Linked DNA regions of Mus musculus: region 1 is linked to region 2. Evidence: chromatin contacts called from public promoter capture Hi-C data. All regions are on one chromosome and are shown on one strand. Each heading gives the region's core, a stretch centred on a gene start, on an enhancer-like site or on the middle of the called end of the contact. The rest is flanking DNA. Distances are from core to core; before and after follow the strand shown. Region 1 overlaps Nck2 (non-catalytic region of tyrosine kinase adaptor protein 2). Region 2 holds the start of Fhl2 (four and a half LIM domains 2).

What was found. Promoter capture Hi-C pulls out the DNA fragments that hold promoters and counts their contacts.
Region 1: a promoter capture Hi-C map of hippocampal neurons shows a contact between it and region 2, with 1.9 times the contacts expected there. The contact joins the enhancer-like site here to the promoter of Fhl2 in region 2. A contact is called at or near these places in 5 of 39 promoter capture datasets (the 3T3-L1 cell line, hippocampal neurons, liver and 2 more), 2 of 484 Hi-C or Micro-C datasets (muscle stem cells and pre-megakaryocyte-erythroid progenitors), 2 of 115 datasets of contacts at active chromatin or transcription factors (memory CD8 T cells and pancreatic cancer cells) and 1 of 9 other capture datasets (adipose tissue).

What each region holds. Positions count from the first base shown.
Region 1 is chr1:43,470,876-43,476,707 of GRCm38.p6, forward strand. The region is part of intron 1 of Nck2 (non-catalytic region of tyrosine kinase adaptor protein 2); the gene reads left to right. Among named protein-coding and RNA genes, the nearest start is that of Nck2, 28 kb to the left of the region's middle. Within about 2 kb of position 3,401, at least 172 of the 459 cell types and tissues checked have an H3K27ac peak or open chromatin away from gene starts, as enhancers often do. A contact at or near this core is called in adipose tissue, hippocampal neurons, memory CD8 T cells and 2 more, where this site is marked.
Region 2 is chr1:43,160,304-43,166,822 of GRCm38.p6, forward strand. Fhl2 (four and a half LIM domains 2) reads right to left here and starts at 3,658. Exons shown (of 6, transcript NM_010212.4): 1 at 3,399-3,658.

The DNA.
Region 1 (5,832 bases), core at 2,151-4,650, 310 kb after region 2:
TTTAAAGTAGTTCAGCTCTTGAAGGAAGTCATTCTAAGGAGTAGTCTGGGCTTCACGCGCTGGCCTGGCATCTGATATGCTTCTCGACCGCTCGTTATCAGATCTGCTGTTAACACTGTGATTCTGCCGTTTTATAACTGATCGTTTCTAGTAAGAAACGTGGGGCCTGGTTTGGACAGATTCTTCAAGAGTACTTTCACTCTTATTATGCCCCTTAGGTAGAAACCAGTATTTTGTTATGACTAAAAGAAAGTTTTTAAAAGCTAATATTTCTAAAAAGGAGGCAGTTCAGGTTTTCTTAGAGTCCATAAACCTTTCTAGAAAAAGCTGGATACCTAGCCATTTTCTTCTGCCCAAAGTCAAAGTCTTGGTCTCAAGGCTGTCTTTCTGCTCTTGGACCTACCTGCCATTCAAATCTGTATTTTTTTCCCTACAACTGTTCCCAGAAGCCCCCAGGGCTTTGACTTCCCCTGTCCATGGGCACTCTCAGGACTACCTATCAGTTCCCCTTCCCTCAGTTCAGGCTTGTAAGATGTCTGGGAACTCCCTCACCGCCCAGTGTTGGGGAACTTCGGCTTATAAAATCCCCCTTTTCATTCACTCTACTGGAGGCAGAGGAGAGGCATGCAGGCAGATGCTGTTAAGGATGGCAATGTGGTGGCCTGGGGAGGCTGAGTGATTCATTCTGGTATCTTCCCAGTAGCCTCTCAGAACCTCTTGGGAGTACTTGCTCTTTTTAATCCCTAGTTTGGAAACCAAAGCCTTACTTGGACTGTTGACTTTGACCTCCTCAAGACTCAGCTCCAAAGTGAGCTTGCATACTTGGTCCCAGAGGGGAACACACCCAGCTTTTGCATGCATAACACAGGACCCTATCATCTGCCTGTGTTTAATAAGTAGAAGGCTGAGATAAAGGATCGCATTTGTTGTGTTTCTCCCTGGGACATTGTTCTTTCATTGTAACCCTACTTAGACTTCATCTTTAGCTATGGACCATGTTTCATACCAACTCTTCCAAGAGTGACCTAATGTCTCCTGTCTGCGTTCCCTCTCACTCAGTACTGGGACTGGCCAGTGCACTGGGCAGTACTGGATCAGGGCTTGCATGTCACTCTTGGCTTAGCATACAGTCATCAGTGTAGAGGAAATGCATAGGACAGTGACAAAAATATTGCCTCAGAACCTGAGACTTCTTGCCCTCTCCTGCATGCCAGACTCCTAATCCCACCTTCTGGCGTTGTCCTGACTGCCTCTGCTGTCATCTCCTTGTCCCAGTGTGGGACTTCCCCTTCCTTTCAGTTATTACAAAGGCTTTCTTCTTAACAAGCTTTCATTCCATCTCATTTCTTCACCAACAAATTGTTCCCTGCTCTAAGCAGATCTGCCCTCTCACCTAAGTGAGGAGTTCCTGTTTTCCTCGGGCCATTGCCTCACTCAGGAGTGTTTGCTCTGCCTCACCTCTGTGTTACTCTGCGCTGTACCTGGAGCCGCTGGGGCAGGTAACCAGTTTGAATAGAAGTGCTCCAGTGGCTTGGTGGCTGACACAGTCTGAATCACCTGAGGAGCCTCGATGAGGAAATGTCTAGATTAGTGTGACTCGTGGGCTGCTGTGAAGGATTTTCTTAATTGAGTTAATTGAGGTAGGAAGAAGGCACACCCTGAATGTGGGTGGCACCATTTCACGGGCTGGGCTTTGGACTGACAAAGGTAAACAAAACTGCCTCAGGTGCTTGCCTCCTGACTTCCTTCAGTTGGCGGATGAGGAGCTCTGAGCCAAATAAAACCGTCCCCCCTTAAGAAGCTTCTATCAGGGTCTTTTCTTTTCTTTTCTTGCAACAGGAAATTAAGCTAATCACATGGTACCTGCCATATGTGGTTCTTCAAATAAGAAGTCTTTCCTTCTCCTCTGGAAAGTAGCCTATGGTATAGACCATGTCTTTGGAATCCAGATTCAGGCAGCCTCAGATGGAAAAATCTCAGGACGTGGACAGTGTAGTTAGATCTGACACAATTGCTTCCATGTGTACCTGAGATCTTTTTCTTGTCATAATTCCTTAAAGGATATATTCTCATATGCTATCTACGTAGCATTAATCACCCTGAGTTAGGTATTGTGTGTCGTATCGAAGAGCATTCGTAAGTTCTTTACAAATACTGTACCATTTTGTTATAAGGGACTTGGGCATTTTAGGACCGTGCTCTGGTGGGAGAGTGTATCCTGAATCCACAGACGCCATGAAGGCTCTAAAGGATATCTGTGTGTGCTCACCTCTAAAGCCACCCTTCCCAATTAGATAGATGATGAAAGAAGTGTGGCCTAAGAAGATTTACATGGAGTGCTGTTGAAAAAAATAATGGTTTCTAAAATCATTACTACGTAGGTTCGTTTAGAAATAAATACGCTGTCGTCTGGGTACTCATTTGGTTTTGTGAAAAACTTGGTTTTCTAAAAAAATGGTTGTGACAGATTTTGAGGTATGGGTTTACATATTTGTCTAACATTTATTCATACGGGTGCGGCATGTGGCTTCTTCCTCGATGAGAACTTGACTCTTTTGTATGCGTTTTTCCTTTTTTCGTAATATTTGGAAATGTTAAATTGTTCTGTGTCCTGAATCGGCAGAAGCAGGGTGGGGTTGTGACCACCTTTATCCCTTATCCCCGCCCCCCACTTCCGTGTCCGGTTTCTGTTCATTTTGTGTTAGGTTATCCAAACACATTCTAGACCCATATGCAGGATAACTTTTTGAAATCATCTGTAGCCAGATGCCATTTTTATGATTTAATTGCAAGTTGGTTTTGTTTGAATAGGATAGTTATTTCCCGGTATGATTTTCTTATTTTTCCCTGATGTCAAGTAGTACCTTCTTTTTTCTTGTCATCTTTTCAGTTGTTTTATAGCTTACCTTAAACAGATTCTACTATCAACAAGATAGCTTTTTCATGCTGCCTTCTAATTAAGAGAATCAGCTAATTAATCAGTTTGAAGATTAGTTCCCCCACCTCCTTCTCTTCTCATCCTCTCAGCTGTTATCACAGGAGCACCACACTACAGGGTCCAGGCTGTCTCAGCTATTGTGTGTGTGTGTGTGTGTGTGTGTGTGTGTACACAAATGCTTGTCTTCTTGATGTATAAATGAGAGCTTGAGGCCTGCTGGTTCCAGATTTCCTTTTGGTTCCTCAGAACCAGAGAATGAACAGTGCAAGACATAAAGTTGGCTAAAGCTGTTTAGAGAGGTGCTGGCTGGCTTATATTTGCTTGTTTCTTTTGCCCTGCTTGGGTGTGGCACTGCCCCTTAGATGCTCACGTGGCAGGCCTGGGTTTTCTCGCTTTATTGGGTAGGGTTGACATTTATCGGCTCCTACTTCCTCTGCATCTCCGTAGTTCAGGTTCCAGTTTCTGTCCCACTGTGACACCTACATCTTCCTCCTTTTGCCCATTTCCACAACTATCAGATATCATGAAACTACAGCAGCTTGTGGAAGGTTTGGGGTGTAGGCAGACTGACAGAACAGGATGGCTGCTTGCCAAGTGCTGCTTCTGGTGTGGTAGGTACCACCTGCCCATGGAAGGCTGCTACAGTCTGCCTTGGGCTGTCTCCTGGTCCACCCGAGGGCATTTTGACATGGCCAGAAAAAGAAACCTGTGAATTGTCTTCTCTATTCAGCTAGTAGTGGAGCAGGCTGCCCTTCTTCTTCCAGCTGGCCTAGCTGGTTCCAGCCCAGCTGCCCCAGCAGGGCCAACTTCTGCTCAGGCACTAGGGACATTTTGAAGTCATGCCACAGCAACTCTTTGAGGAATGGCACAGCCCCCGGGTTTCTTTCTGTTTTGACTAAATATGAGTCATCACTTGTAGCTTCATTTCCCAGATGACCTCTGCCTCACTCCCCTGGCCTTCATTAGGAAGTAGAAGCCTTGTAGATATTTTGTGCAGGCAGAGTCTCATACAGGGGCTGGTTATGAAACTGTGAAGGGCTTGGGGGAGGCAAAGATCAGAAAGTAAGAGAGCCACCTATAGCTGGAGCTCCGAACAAGGGACAGGGGATTCCCAGAACCTGCTTTCAGGCCCATCTCGCTGCTGCTGGCTCACTGGGTGCAGTTGCTGCTTGTATTCCCCTGCACAGGAACCTGCTGTTCTTGGCCATGAGTAGAGGTAGGGAAGGAAAGCAGGCTTTGTCTCCTGTGTCTCTTCTACGATCACAGCAGGGCCCCTGGCAGAGCCCCCAGCCAGAATCCAGCTGACAAGGTTCTGTGAAATACAGCTTTCAGGCCCCCAGCTTCAGCCATATGGAGAATTGTCTGTGAGGTCCTGATACCAGCCCACACCTGGCACTCAGATTCTTTGAAGTGTGGGTGGAGACCTAATGTTCGACATCTGGTTGGAGTGGATAGATTGCCTGTCATTGTATGGGTCAGTGTAATTGTGCTATGGAAAATATGCTAATAATACAGAGAGACAAACCTGTCAAAGCTGAAAACGTGGTTCTTGACAGGCCTTGCTGGCTCAGTGTCCTAGGGTTGAAGGGGCTTTCAGAAACCTGGTGAAACCATTGGCACCTAGTAACGCCATCACTGTCTGGCTGTCCCTCTCCCATTGTATGTGGTGGCATATGGCCTCCATCTAGAGCATAGAGGCACATATATGCAGCAGAGGCCAAAGCTTTCCCCATATGTTTTATAGCCTACCCTTTGGGGAGGGGCATCTCAGCACTAGCTTAATAGTTGCCACTCTGAGGCAGTCTCCTGACTGTTTCCTGGCACACACCTGCCCTGATAATTGCCAGGAACCAAGGGAAGGGCCAAAGCAATGGTCGGTCAGAAAGAGACCTACCTACTAGGCAAAGTTCAGTGGGATTTACCAACAAAACAAGCGATACCCTTGTCATAGGGTGATGGAGGATGGAGTGACTGTCAGTCATGGTCACCCTTATGGTTCCTCTGTGTGCCTCCCTGGGCTGGGACTTGATGAATGTGAGCATCAGCCTATGGTTTGGGAAAAAAAAAAAATTAAAAAGCCCAAGAGCTTCAAGAGTTTGTTCTGAGACCATATCCTTTTAAACTTAGAATTGAATTTGCCTTCAAATATCAGCTTTGAGTAATAAGACTAATTGGTACTAAGAATTGATATTAAATGTATCTGTTAGAATATCTTCTGGAGAAAAAGGGGATCCAAAAGGGTACTGTGTTAATTTAAGGTTGTCTTGATCTGTTTCCTATTGCTAATAACAGAATAATAAAAGTTTGTCCTGGCTCAAGAGCTCTAAGAGTTCCCAGGGTGGTCTTGGGTAAATCAGAACATTGCATGTTAGGGTGTGTGTGTGTGTGTGTGTGTGTGTGTGATGTGTTCTCTGGTCTTCTTAATGAGTTTAGAAAGTAATCAAGATTCAGTCATAGAGGCTGCAGCTGGATGACTACTCATTGTTCCTACTGATCACCTCTCAGTGATGCGAACCTCTGAACACTATGGTCAAATTAAGGGGTATCTGATCCTATACCATCTCCTCCTCTCCTCTCATGAATACCTACCTCACAGTGAATAGATTCAGTTTTAACACCGGAGCCCTTGGGGAACATACTTAAACCATATCCAAATCATAGCAAAGGCTGCTTCAGGTTAATTTCTTTGTGGAGGTTTTAACTGCCAGAATATTTTAACTTCACCCTTTTACCAGCATACTGTAGTCTTCACTTTCGCAGGCTGGATTGGTCCCTTGAAGAAGGGGTTTAGGTTCTATGCACCATGTATAATTTTTACTGTTGCATTTATCATGCAGCCTTTGCCTGGGACTCGTTAGTTTAAAGTGCTCACTCATGCACATAGTAATTCCCTA
Region 2 (6,519 bases), core at 2,408-4,907:
TGAGTAACCAAATGTAATATGCCCATACCTTGTTAGTCACTGGGAAAGTTGAGGTCAAGGGTGCTCTCTAAAGGAGCCCCAGCCTGAGTCTTTCTCCAAGCCTTCTTTAAGATCCCATCACAACAGTTATTCTCAAATCTCAAAACATTCTTGTTCTGTCTCCTCAAGACAACCTGGTGTATGAAGCCCCAAAGGGCAGGCTGCTTCAAGTCTTGCTTTTGATGGAGGGAGATTGCACCAGATGGCTCAAACACTGCTTTCTAGGGTATGAACAGGTGAGTGGTCTGTCTCTCTCTGAGGTACAAGTCACTGGCAGGTTGGTCTTTATTTGCCTGGCTTCCGAATCCCAGCCCCACCATCTTACATAGGCATCCACTGACCTTTTCCGTTAGCCTCTCCCACTCCACGAACAACTGCCCTCTTCCTTTTCATGGCAGCCCTTCTCTCTTGTGGTTCTGCCCCAGTGTTCTACATCAATATCCCACCAGTAGAGGCTGGCATACCTCCTTCCACTCACCTGCTGATTGCATAACTCAACTGACTCCAGAGGTCCCATCAAGCACAGGTCTGTATCCTCTTTGACCCACAGTCTAGGTATAATGGCAAATTATATTTACTGGCTCCAAGAACACTTCCTAGTATCCTAAACTCTGCAGCTTTGTGTTCAGGTTGGTTTACTTAACTCATAGTTCTAGAGATTCAAGGACCTCACAGAGGAGGTAGAGGAAGAGAGGTCACATTGCCAAAGGAAGTAGAGGCTGAGATATATGAAGGAACCCCATTTCCTCCCAAGGATGGCCCTTCTGCTATCTAGAGTTTCTCTCTTAAGATTTATTTCTTATGTGTAGTATATATCTGTATGAGTTTGTGCACTGGATCCAGAAGGAGATGTGAGATCTCTAGACGCAAAAGTTACAGGAAATTATGAGTTGTGAGCCAAACTCAGACCCTCTGTAATTACTCTTAGCTGCTGAATCATCTCTGTTGCCCCCTAGACTCCACTTTTTAAAGGCCCTATCTCCCAACATGTACACAAGGATAACTAAACTTACAACACATGAGTCTCGGAGAAAAAAATCATATCCAAATCACAGCTGTGTACAAATGGGGAAGGTATTATGGGTTTGAATCAGAATGATGTCATTTGCACATATGTTTGACCATATGTTCACCAGGGAGTAGAACTCTTTGAAAGGATTAGAAGAATTAGGAGGTATGGTCTTGTTGGAGGAAGTTTGGGGTTTTGAGGTTTTAAAGCCTATGTCAAGCCAGATTCTCCTTGCTACCTGTGGATCCTGATATAGAACTGTCAGCGACTTTCCCAGCACCATGTCTGTGTGCCACCATGTTCCCTGCCATGATGACAATGGACTAAGTCTTCAAAACTGTAAGCAAGCCCTCAAGTAAATGCTTTCTTTGATAAGAGTTGGCTTAATCAAGACGCTGACTTAGACATAGTGTGTCAGGCTAGGTTGTCAGTCCTTAGCGCAGGGCAAGGGTAGAGTCCAGGCTTCTTGGCCTTCTGAGTTGTGTTTGTTTGCTTAGTTTGTTGGTTTTTGCTTTTTGTTTTTGGTGTGTGTGTGTGTGTGTGTGTGTGTGTGTGTGTGTGTGTGTGTGTGTACTGCTGGGTATTTCTGTCTACAGTTGAGATATCACTCAGTATTGAAGGGGTTTGTCAATCTTGAGTTGAAATACTGGGTATAGAGCCTCAACCAAATATGCATTCAATGTGTCCCAGTAAAGAACAGAGGTCAGAACTTAGATATCAAGCTATCTGGAGGCAGCTCTCAGGGCCACAATCTACGAGCTGGGAAACTGCTCAACAAATTTACTTCGATTTTTTTTTTTTTATCTGTTAACAAGAGGCTTTAAAATCTACACATACTGCTTATACTATGCAGGAGTTATCTGGTTCTCAGGGAGGAAACTGAGGCACCTGCTCCAGGTACATCTGCCAGCTAAACATTCTGCACCCGTCCATGCCGTGCCTGTGAGGCTGGACTGTAAGGAGGCAGAACAAAAAGAAGCCACAAGGGGGGTGGGGGGTAGTACTACATAGTGTTCCATCAAAAACTAGGAGTGAAGGGAATCTGAAAGAAAGAATGAGGGGGAAAATGATTTAAATCTTGTTTTTAATAAACTTTAGTTGGGTTGGGAATTCTGAAACTTAATGCAAATTGTTTTTTATGGTGGCAGGGTGTTGGTGGGGAGGGAGGATCACCATGGCTGCAGCATGTGGTAGGTTACTCCTGGGATTGCAACACTTTGGGGGCTGAGCACCAGTTTGAGGCTACCGGGGATGATGGTACTGTAAATCCCAGGCTTTCCTGGCTACAGAATGAAGCTTTATCCCAAACAACAACAACCGAAACAATCACCACACATACAGCCACACCAACAAACACCCTTTCTTTAGATCTCTCTACACTACTGCAAAATTGGCTACACACAAGCCAAGTAGTACCGCAACATGAGACACATCTAGAGCAGTATTTTGAAGACAATCTCGTGCTAAGTCCAAATTATAGTTAACTACATCCCAAAATATGCGTAAGAAAGTGCATGCCACAAGTTGGCTTCACCGAAGACAGCTGTAGACTTCAAAAAAATGCCAGCTTTGTTGAGTTCCAGAGACACAACTGAAGACTATCCAGCAAATATGGCTAGTTCTTCACTTAAGATCAGAAAAAAAGCATTTCAAGACTTTCTTTCCACAAGACTGAAATCTATCAGAATTCTTTTCATTTAAAAGTGTTGTTTTTCTCCCCCCCCCCCCCCCCCGCCATGGCTCAGGTTTTAGTTTGGGTGGTTAGTCAAGATGTGTGGTCACAGGCAAACTCCCACTTCTTCTCAAAGGAAATGCTTGGCTATCCACGTGCTGACCAGCCTGTCACCTCCTTTCCATAGACTTCAGGGACCAGTTCCACTTCATCCCCCGCCCCCCGGGGGGGGGGTTTGCCTGTGGGCAGTTCATTGTCTCCCACCACCTGGAAGTGATCCACCCCTACAGGGCTGCAACCCTCCCTCTGGACATCAAAGGTCCCTCCCCACCATTTCCAAATTCGGCTCTCCTATGCTCAGGTTCTCCAACACTCATGATTCTGGTCCTCTCTGCCCCGCATCTGCTCTTCCTGGGGGTGTCTTCCTGTAGATCAACTCTCAAGTCCTGAAGTCTCCCCTCAAGCCTTCCCCCAAGCGCCCTCCCCCACCACATTTCCGATTCACTGTCGCCCCTTCATCTCCCTCCCCTTCATTTCGAGTCCTCATCCTAAGTATGCCCAGCTACGCTCTCCTCTCTCCCGGATCTGTCCTCTCCGTTCTGGGTCCCCATCCCGAGTGTCCCCTGCAAATAGGGCTCTCCTATCGCCAGAACCTGTTCTCTCCGTTTAGGTCCCTACCCTGATGCTGTCTGCACAGCTCTGCTCCGGTCTCCTGGGTCTCCGCCCCACGGTCCGAGTGCGCTGGCCACAGGCTCTCGACGCGTCCTAGGGCAGCGGTCTGGTGGCGATCCTTGTGTCCCAAGCAGGGCTGTGGCCTGGGCGGCCGCAGTAGTACTCGCGCGGTGGGGCCGGGGTCTAAGGGAACCCAGCGGACTGTGGACCGGTGGCGGTGGCGGCTCAGCGGGCGGAGTGCAGCAGGAGCTGCGCCCGCCCTCGAGAACCCCCGCCGAGTCATTTGACCATATAAGGACACACGCGCCCGGGCGGCGGGCTGGGCGCGCTGGCCAGGAGAGCCAGGCGCGGTAGCGAGCGCCCCTCGGCAGCCAGCCGGTCGTCGTCTGTTCCCCTGATGACGCTACCACAGACCTTTTGTTTGACTTAACCTCCTTCCTTGCTTCCTGGTGTTTGGCTCACACGGTCAACCCTCGCTGCGTCCTGGCCTTGGCTCCAGGGCTAGTTGCTATGCAGTGCAGAGAGCTGTAGCAGCTGACACCCAAGGGCGAAATGACATGGGGCTACTGTCACCAGGACACGTCCGGGTTGCGGGGTCCTGCCTGAGTGCAGCCTGGTGCAAGCATGGATGGGTCATTTGCAGATTTGGGGGAAGGAACTATGTGTGTGTGGTGCACACAATGACATGGTAGCCTTCTGCGCCTTACCTTGCAGACACTTTCCATCATGGAATGAACCAAACCGATGACCTAGAGAATCATTAATTAGTTCCACTAAGGAGCTCACTGATAGAAGGCCCTTTGCCCAACACTCAAGGCTAGAGAACTGTTGAACATTCAGTGGCTCCCTCTGGGAAAAAAGAAAACACTGGTCTTAATGTGTCCTTCACACTCTGAAGGACAAGATCCTCTGCAGAGTTGGCCTTTAAAAGGGGCACGGGACACTGTTCAACACAGTGTTGGGAGGCATACGGTATCCTCATGCCCAGGAAAGCCAGCTTCCTCTCTTGAGCAAATGAGTCCATATGCGGGCACGGTAGAAGATGGGCATGTGGAGAAGCAATGAAGGCCTGGGGTAGTGACTTGTCAGTGTTGTGAGGTGACAGAAGCCACTTGATGAAGGGATTCGCTTGGGTGCAGGGTCTGTGAAGGGATCTAGTTGGTCATCACTGAGATGGTATGGCCACTGGAAGGATGGGAAGTGGCTGGCCACATTTCCTTCTCAGCCAGGACACAGAGAGAAAAGAGACTGGTGCTCAGCTTCCTCTACCCAGCTCTTGAGAAGTGCTGTCCACCTTGGGGGCCAGTCTTTCCTCCTCAGTTAAACCTCTCTGGAACTACCACAAAAATTCTTCTAGAGGTGTGTCTCCTAGGTGATTCAAAACCCAGTCAAATGGACAGTGAAGAACCATCACTGGTCGAAGCTGTTTCCATCATTCGAGGGGAGCTGAAGGCAACACGTTTTCCAGTAAAGGCAGGAAGAACTGTGTGGTGGCTTTCTTCTGGTTGATACTTCCTGATTGGTGTCACTGGAGGGTCTCCGTGGTGGAACCTCAGAACTTGAGAAACAAGGGTGTTAGAATAACTGCCACGCAGTCAACATTAGCTACCTCTGGCCACTCCAGGGATCTTCAGGCCCTTTTGGTAAAGTTAGTTATCTCAATTAAATGATGAGGACTCTAGATGAGGTGAAGAGTTTCAGCTGAGATTTGCACTGATGTCTATGAGCTAGCAAGGCCATGAGAATATCTTAAAGGATGAGAAATTCTTAACTCCCGTCATTCACTCGGGTGACTCCCTGGAGTTGACACTTTCCTCAGAGGAGAGTGAGCAAGCTGAGGTGGGACACAGGAAATCCATCCCACTCCTGTCCCCATCTTGCAATTGAGGGATAACCTAACTAAATTCCCACTGATGGTCAAGGTACACTCTATCTTGGATTCAAAGTAAAGGGTACGTAGACAGGCTAATGGCTCTGAGGCTACTCAAGTTAGCTTTCTTATATGTAAGAGCTACAAACTGCAAAATGGTCTCATGATGGTGAGCCTTCAGCCTCATTTCTAAAACTCAGGTTCAAAGAGTAACAAAACGCCGATTCTATATTTACCCTTTCCTGTTTTGTTTTGTTTTGCTGTTTAAATTCTGTGAGTTATGCATTAGCTCTTATTCTTATTGAGGTAATTAGTTGTATAAATTTTCTTCTACTAACTACAATATCTGTGCGACATTGATTGTTATGTTGCTTTCTTTTTTTTTTTTAAGGTTTATTTATTTATTTTATATGAGTACACTGTAGCTGTCTTCAGACACATCAGAAGAGGGCAACGGATCCCATTACAGATGGTTGTGAGCCACCATGTGGTTGCTGGGATCAGGACCTCCCAGAAGAGCAGTGAGTGCTCTTAACCTCTGAGCCATCTCTCCAACCCCCCTATGTTGCTTTCTTAATTAAATGTTCTGTGATTTATTTTTGTATTTTCTTTTTGACATTAGAGAGATATGAAATAACCTCAATGATCACGTGGTCAGGAAAATCCAGTCTTTCAAAGCAGACTTACCCATTTCTACAAATATGCTGAGGAAGGGAGAGAGAGGGAGACGTCAAAGGACCAAAAAACAAACAACAAACACCGAGTCACAATTTGTGTTTGGATTTTGATCACAGAACAAACAATTAAAAGAAGAAACGTTTATGATCCAATCTGGGAAATTTTAGCATTAACAGGATATTTGACATAATTAATAAGTTAGTTTATTTTGTATGAAATGACATATACACATTTTTTTTCCTTTTCAAAATGCCGTTACTTTTAAGAAACTTTCCCAAAGTATTGACCAGTAGAGTAACAAGTCAGAGTTGATTCAAGATAAATCGAGGCAGAGGTAGTAGATGAAGCCAAAATGTATACATAAAACAGTCTCACTATGGATTTGATAGTAATTGAAGCTTGATAGTGAATGTTGAAATTTCATCCTATCTCTCCTCTCCCTTGGCAATGTTTGAAGTCTCATGATGAAAAATGTCTTTAAATTTAAAATACACATACCATTGGCCATTCCTAGGTTTCCCCCTTACATGAACCTATCTTGTATGTACTTGTTCTTATGTAAAATGATAATGCACTCGA